Linked DNA regions of Sus scrofa: region 2 is linked to region 1. A link is a contact called in public Hi-C data. All regions are on one chromosome and are shown on one strand. Each heading gives the region's core, a stretch centred on a gene start, on an enhancer-like site or on the middle of the called end of the contact. The rest is flanking DNA. Distances are from core to core; before and after follow the strand shown.

Region 1 (2,940 bases), core at 81-2,580:
TCCTCTCATTGACTATTTAGCTATCTGACATATGGCTTAAGCCATGTAGAAAAGCCAGGTCGTACTTGATTCTTTCTGTTTTCCTTTGTTTCAAAATAATGAATTGTTTTCCCAGCATCTTCCAAAAGTTAACACTGAAGATTTGGCAGGTGCTTACTGTATTATTACAAACCTATGGATTTAAACAGACTTCACATTTTTCTGCTCATTCTTATTGATGTAAATACCACTTTTAATCTATCATATTGTCAAAGATCAAAAGTCTGAAAACATACAGTGTTTGTGAGGCTGTGTAAAATGGTTCAACATCTATGGACAGCAATTTGGCAATATTTACACGTTTCCTTTGACCCGACAATTTTACTTTCAGGAATTTACCCTACAGATACATTTACAGGTATGCAAAGTGCTATGTGTACAAAGGTATCCATTGCAGTCTTATTTTAGCAAAAAAATGGAAAGATATTTATACATAGTTTAATAGCAGTATTATTCACAGTAGCCAAAAAGTGGAAGCAATCCATATGCCCATTGAAGGATGAATGGATAAATAAAATATGCATACAGTGGAATATTATTCGATCTTAACAAGGAAGGACATTCTGACACACACTACAACATAGATGAAACTTGAAGACATTATGCTAAGTGAAATAGCCAGTTGTAAAAAGACAAAGGCTCCATGATTTCAGTCAAAGTCATAGAAACAGAGAGTAGAATGGTGGTTGCCAGGGTAAGAAATGGAGAGTTGATGTTTGACAGGTAGAGCTTTAGTTTTGCAAGATGGAAAAGTTCTGGAGATTGGCTGCATAGCAATGTAAATACCTGACACTCCTGAGCTATACAATTAAAATGGTTAATTAAGATGGTAAATTTTACCTTGTCTATTTTGCCACAATTTAACTTCAATTTTTTAATCATTTAAAAATGTAAAGTGAATTACAATTTTAAGTTGTAATTATTAGTGTGAATTTTACCATTCATCTTTCTATTGTGCAAGGGCAGTTCTAAATGCAAATATCACAGTATTTCAATCGTCATAGTGACTCCCGTGGAATCAATTACAGAAATTACACAATTTGTGAGTTACGTTTTGTCCCCAGGGGGTGCCTTGAGCTGTCCAGAAGAAACAAACAGAAGACTGGAAGGAGGAAACGGTCCTCGCAATTCTCCCTCAAGGTTGGAGCCAGACTAGGGCGCGCTCCCGATGCTCTCAGGCGCTTTAGCCAAGCGTCTTTCCGCTGCGCGTTGGCGCGCATCCCTTCCCGAGGCTGCGAGTGAGCTCAGCCCTTCGGGCTGCAGGGTCCGGTCCCCGTCTGCAGCTGACCACAGCGCCGCGCCCTGGTGGGAGGAGTCTAGCGACGTCAGGCCAGGTGTCTCTCCTTCCCCAGATCCCACCCCCCCAAACCAGGGCAGACAGGCGACTCCCAAGGGTTCTGCGACCTCGGCGTTGGTGGCGCTCTCGCCCCTGGGTCAAGGTGGGCGAGAGACCCTGCACAGTCAGCCCGGAGACGGGATAGCCACCATCACACCCCTGACCTTTCCCACAACCGCGCCCAAAACCGTGACGCAGACCAAAGGTGGCAGCAGTCGCGGGGCAGGAGCAGGGACACCGGGAGTTGACTGAAGGCGTGAAGACGCATGAACCAAGGCTTTCAGCCCCCCCAGCGCATATTCCATTGTTCTGGGAGCTTTCCTTCTAAAACGCAAATTCAAAAATAGCAATTAAGGATTTCAGGGCAGTTACAGCAGAGAATTAAATCAAAGGCGAAGCACTTGTGAAGATGGGGGCTCCCTGTGTTGACTGCATCAGCCACACACCAATGAAGCCGACTTTGGTAGGTGAGGATCACAAGTGTTGATAACCTCTAGAGCTGCACTGTCCAATAGAAATAAAATGTGAGACACACATGCGATCCACGTATGTAATTTTAAATGTGCTAGTAGCCAATTAAAAAGGTAGGAAGAACCAGCTGAGATTAATTTTAATATATTTTATTTACCCTAACACATCCAAAATGTTATCATCTCAACATGCAATCAATATTAAAATTACCGAGACATTTTACTTTTTCTCTTCATACTAAGTCCTCAAAATCTGGTGTATAGTTTAGGAAATATCTAGTTCCAAGTACTCAGTTGCTGCATGTGGCTAATGGCTGATGGAGTGGACAGGGCAGGTCTAGAGCATGAAAATGGAAGTGGGTGGCTGGAGAAAGGTTTGTGCTATTGCCACTTGGTGACATAACATATGCTGCTGAAACAGAAATACCTACCAATGTTTGTCAGTCCCTTCCTGTGACTGGTGAAATTTGGCACCAGAATTCCTGTGAGTGATTGTAATGATGATTGTGACTATGGTATTGCTATTTTATCATTGCTACCAAATTTAAAATATTCCTGTATGTAACAGTGCCAGCCAGAATTCATTATACAGTGGTTATAATGCTAATGGTACAAAACAGTCCCTAATCATCTGGCATTGTCACTGCAGTGGCTTGGGTCGCTGCTGTGGCACAGATTCGATCCCTGGCCCAGGAACTTCCACATGCCTTGGGCATAGCCAAAAAAACACTAACAAACAGCAAAAACAGCCAGTAGTCAATACACATTAGAAGGAGAATTTAGATGTGTCCATTGCCAAGAAAGAAGCCAAATAACCAACCGCATGTTCCATGTTGTTATTTTAGGAATGAACACCTTGGAAAATAATTGAAAAGTTCTGAGAAATAAAAATCAGCATTTAAGCAGATATACTTTTAAGTTTGCAAAGATGGTTACATAGGCAAAAAGAAAGGGAAAAAAAAAAACCAAACCTGGCCACAGGGCTGCAAGATCCACGTCAGAGTAAGGTGCCCCTGAACTGCCCTGGTTATGCATGTAAACACTCAGAACAAAAAGCCCTGTTTTACATATGCTCCTGTAGGGGAAACTGAACGC
Region 2 (2,974 bases), core at 35-2,534, 650 kb before region 1:
CAACCTTGCAATCATCTTTCACCATCTGTTCCTGTATACTTTTAAAGTATAATTCAAGGTCTAAAAAAATTGAGGTCTAGAAGTTCAGCTGCAAAAGAAGCTATTGTTTAAAAGGAAAAATGTCTTTCGTGTGCAAAATTTTATTTTGCACAAAAGTAGCCATGATTCTCCCAAATGTTTTCTTTTTTTCCAAATGTAAATTAATGCCTGTGAGACCTTCTAGACAGCATCCCTATAAACTGGAGGCCCCTCTGGAATGGTCTTCAGTGAGCACATAGAAGAGCTTGTTAGAAGCTAGAGCAGAATCAGGACAATTCGGGGTTTAGTACCCCATCCCTATAGGCTCAAGGGTAAGATGAGACCCACACAGGGCTCTAAGAGTTAACTGCAGTGTTTGGGAGAGACCCATAGCAGACACTTGAAGATGTATTGTATTGCGTGTCTGCGTGGTCAATTCCATCCCATCGTAAATAGACCCTCAGCATTGTCACAGAGTGTTCCATTATGCTGTTAATGACAGTATCAGGTGGAGATATTTTATATACCAATGAAGGCATAGGTTGTTTCAAACCTTTCCATTTTCTTCCCAGTCTAACTCAACCCTTAAGTGATGAGTCATACCAATACTATGAAGTACATGTTACCACTCTCTGCTTCCAAGGACAGGCATTTATGGGTTTTTCCTCCCACATGGGGAGGGAACATAAAAATACAATGTCAACACAAACACTTGATATTTATTATGAAAGCATGGTGAACCAAGGTGCATGTTTAACTTTAGCTTTAATTTAATTTAGACATTCCAGTCTAGCTAGCATGGGCCCTCCACAAACAGTTCCGAACATTTTCTGCTCTTAACCTTTGAAGAGGCTGTATAACTGAGCCTGAACAATTTGGCTTGTTTGTTTACTAATTTGTAAAAGAATGAACTCAAAATGTCAGATGTGTGAAAAGTGAAATATTTTAATAACGTATTAATAATTGAATGGATAACACAACTCTGCCATCTTCACTGGATTATTTTTCAACTCAATCCTAGCACCTGTGCTCAATTCTGACATGCAGGAAAGGCTGTGGAAAGCTCAGAGAAACTTGGCGTATGTTCTTGCTTTGGCATCATTTAGTATATTTAAACCCAGTGGTGTACCCTGAGGCAGACAATGTTTTCGCCACGGGGTTTTAAATATATTAAAAGACATATTCCAGCAGCATACCAGAATGCAGCCCTGCTGGGCTGTCCCTGGATTTCGCAGCGTCTCTGGAATGTCTGGGCAGCCTATTCTGGCGCTGTCCTTGGGCAGGCAGCCCTCCTTTCCCCTCCTCCCATGACAGAATTCACATTCTCTTTACTTCATATGGTCCATTAGTTCAGTAGACACATTGGCTGTTATTTATTTTCTCTGTTTGTGAGTTGACTTTTTTTTTTTTAATTTTTGAACTTCCCTTTAGGAGTGTATTTTAAAACCAGAATCAGTCAGGATTTCTCCTTTAGCAATTTAAGAAACTGACTCTCCTATTTTTAGAATAGTGCATGCAAACAGAAATCAAAATGTATTGCTACCAGGGAAAATTAAATGATATTAACTTACAAAATGTGAAATGGGCAAAATATTCATGAATAGAAAGTAGAAGTGAGCCAATCCCTTGTTTGTTTTTCCAAAATATAAGGGAGGAAAAAGCTAGCCTCCATTTTTACCTCAAAGAAATAACAAAATAGAGCAAAACAGATCCAGACTGAAGCAATTCAAGTCCTGGCAAAACTGTTCTCTCTAGATCAGCAATAAGGTAGGAACATGAGGTCTTGATGACATTATAACTTCACTTACTAATAATTACATGAAAATAGGAATTATTCAATATAGTATTCAAGTCACAGGTTTTTTTATTTGGGGGAAAAATACACTAGATCCTCTTTTCATACCTTATGCCAAAAAATGTGTAGTTAGATCAAGGAGTTAAATACCTAAGCATCAAGCCATCAATGAAAAAATAGAGTTGCATATATCGGGTTCTATTCATCAAGCAGAATATCCCTTCTAAATGAGGAATAACTTTAATAATTTAATAATTTTAAGAGCAATGATGGAAAGTAGCAGCATGTTTAACAACATTAAAATGTTTAAACTTTCTATGAGACTATAAACAAAAGCAAAAGACCAAGTAGAAGCTGGAAAAAGATTGCAACAAATATGGTAAGTGGTAAATATCCTAACCAAATAAAGGCCTCATATCAAACAGATCAATAGGCAAAAAATATAAACACATAACTCTAAAAAGAAGGAATAGCTAATTGACAGGCAAAAATACATTTTGCCTCAACTGTCTGCAATTTAATATAATAACCAATGCTATTTTGCCTAATTCAAGTAGTGTACATTATTTTAAATTAATGATTATAAGCAATTCTGGTCAAGACACAGCAAGATATTCATGATGGTGAGTGTGTAAAATTTTAATTTTCTAGAACTAGTTCCATCATACATAATCTGAAAAGTGGTGGTATTCTTTATTTAACATGATTGTATCCTTGTGATGTTGTTTAATGTAGATCCACTGGTTAATCAGATCCAGGTTCAGATTTTTTCCTGTTTAGTCAAGGGCACTGCCTATGTGCTGCTGTGCACTGCATTGTGTATCACTTCAAGAGGCACCGCATCTTTGGCTGTCTCATTCTTAGGAATGCCAAGTACCAGGGAGTAAACCACTTCTTTACACGGGGGATGTAACTCTGTTTCTTTTTGATAAATATAAAATAATCAAAATCATATTAAAAGTATCTTAGAAAGAAACCACAAAGTAAGTTCTATTGGTAAAATATGGGAGTGTTTTTCCTAATGTATGTTGTTAAAAAAACACTATTTTTAATGTTGAGCATGGGGTTGGTCATACATGCTTTTTGAATACTTCAACTTGCAAAGTGGTTGATTAAAATTTGGTACAATGAGAATGCCACCCAGAGAAGTCTTCTTTCAAC

The links. Hi-C and Micro-C count contacts between places; a contact is called where the count stands out from the background.
Region 2: a Hi-C map of embryonic fibroblasts shows a contact between it and region 1, with 3 times the contacts expected there. The contact joins two enhancer-like sites. A contact is called at or near these places in 6 of 47 Hi-C or Micro-C datasets (embryonic fibroblasts, heart right ventricle, omental adipose tissue and 2 more).

What each region holds. Positions count from the first base shown.
Region 1 is chr1:166,146,556-166,149,495 of Sscrofa11.1, reverse strand. No RefSeq gene overlaps it. Among named protein-coding and RNA genes, the nearest start is that of FEM1B, 14 kb to the left of the region's middle. Within about 2 kb of position 1,330, at least 42 of the 83 cell types and tissues checked have an H3K27ac peak or open chromatin away from gene starts, as enhancers often do. A contact at or near this core is called in embryonic fibroblasts and omental adipose tissue, where this site is marked.
Region 2 is chr1:166,796,386-166,799,359 of Sscrofa11.1, reverse strand. No RefSeq gene overlaps it. Among named protein-coding and RNA genes, the nearest start is that of SPESP1, 20 kb to the left of the region's middle. Within about 2 kb of position 1,284, at least 8 of the 83 cell types and tissues checked have an H3K27ac peak or open chromatin away from gene starts, as enhancers often do. A contact at or near this core is called in embryonic fibroblasts and omental adipose tissue, where this site is marked.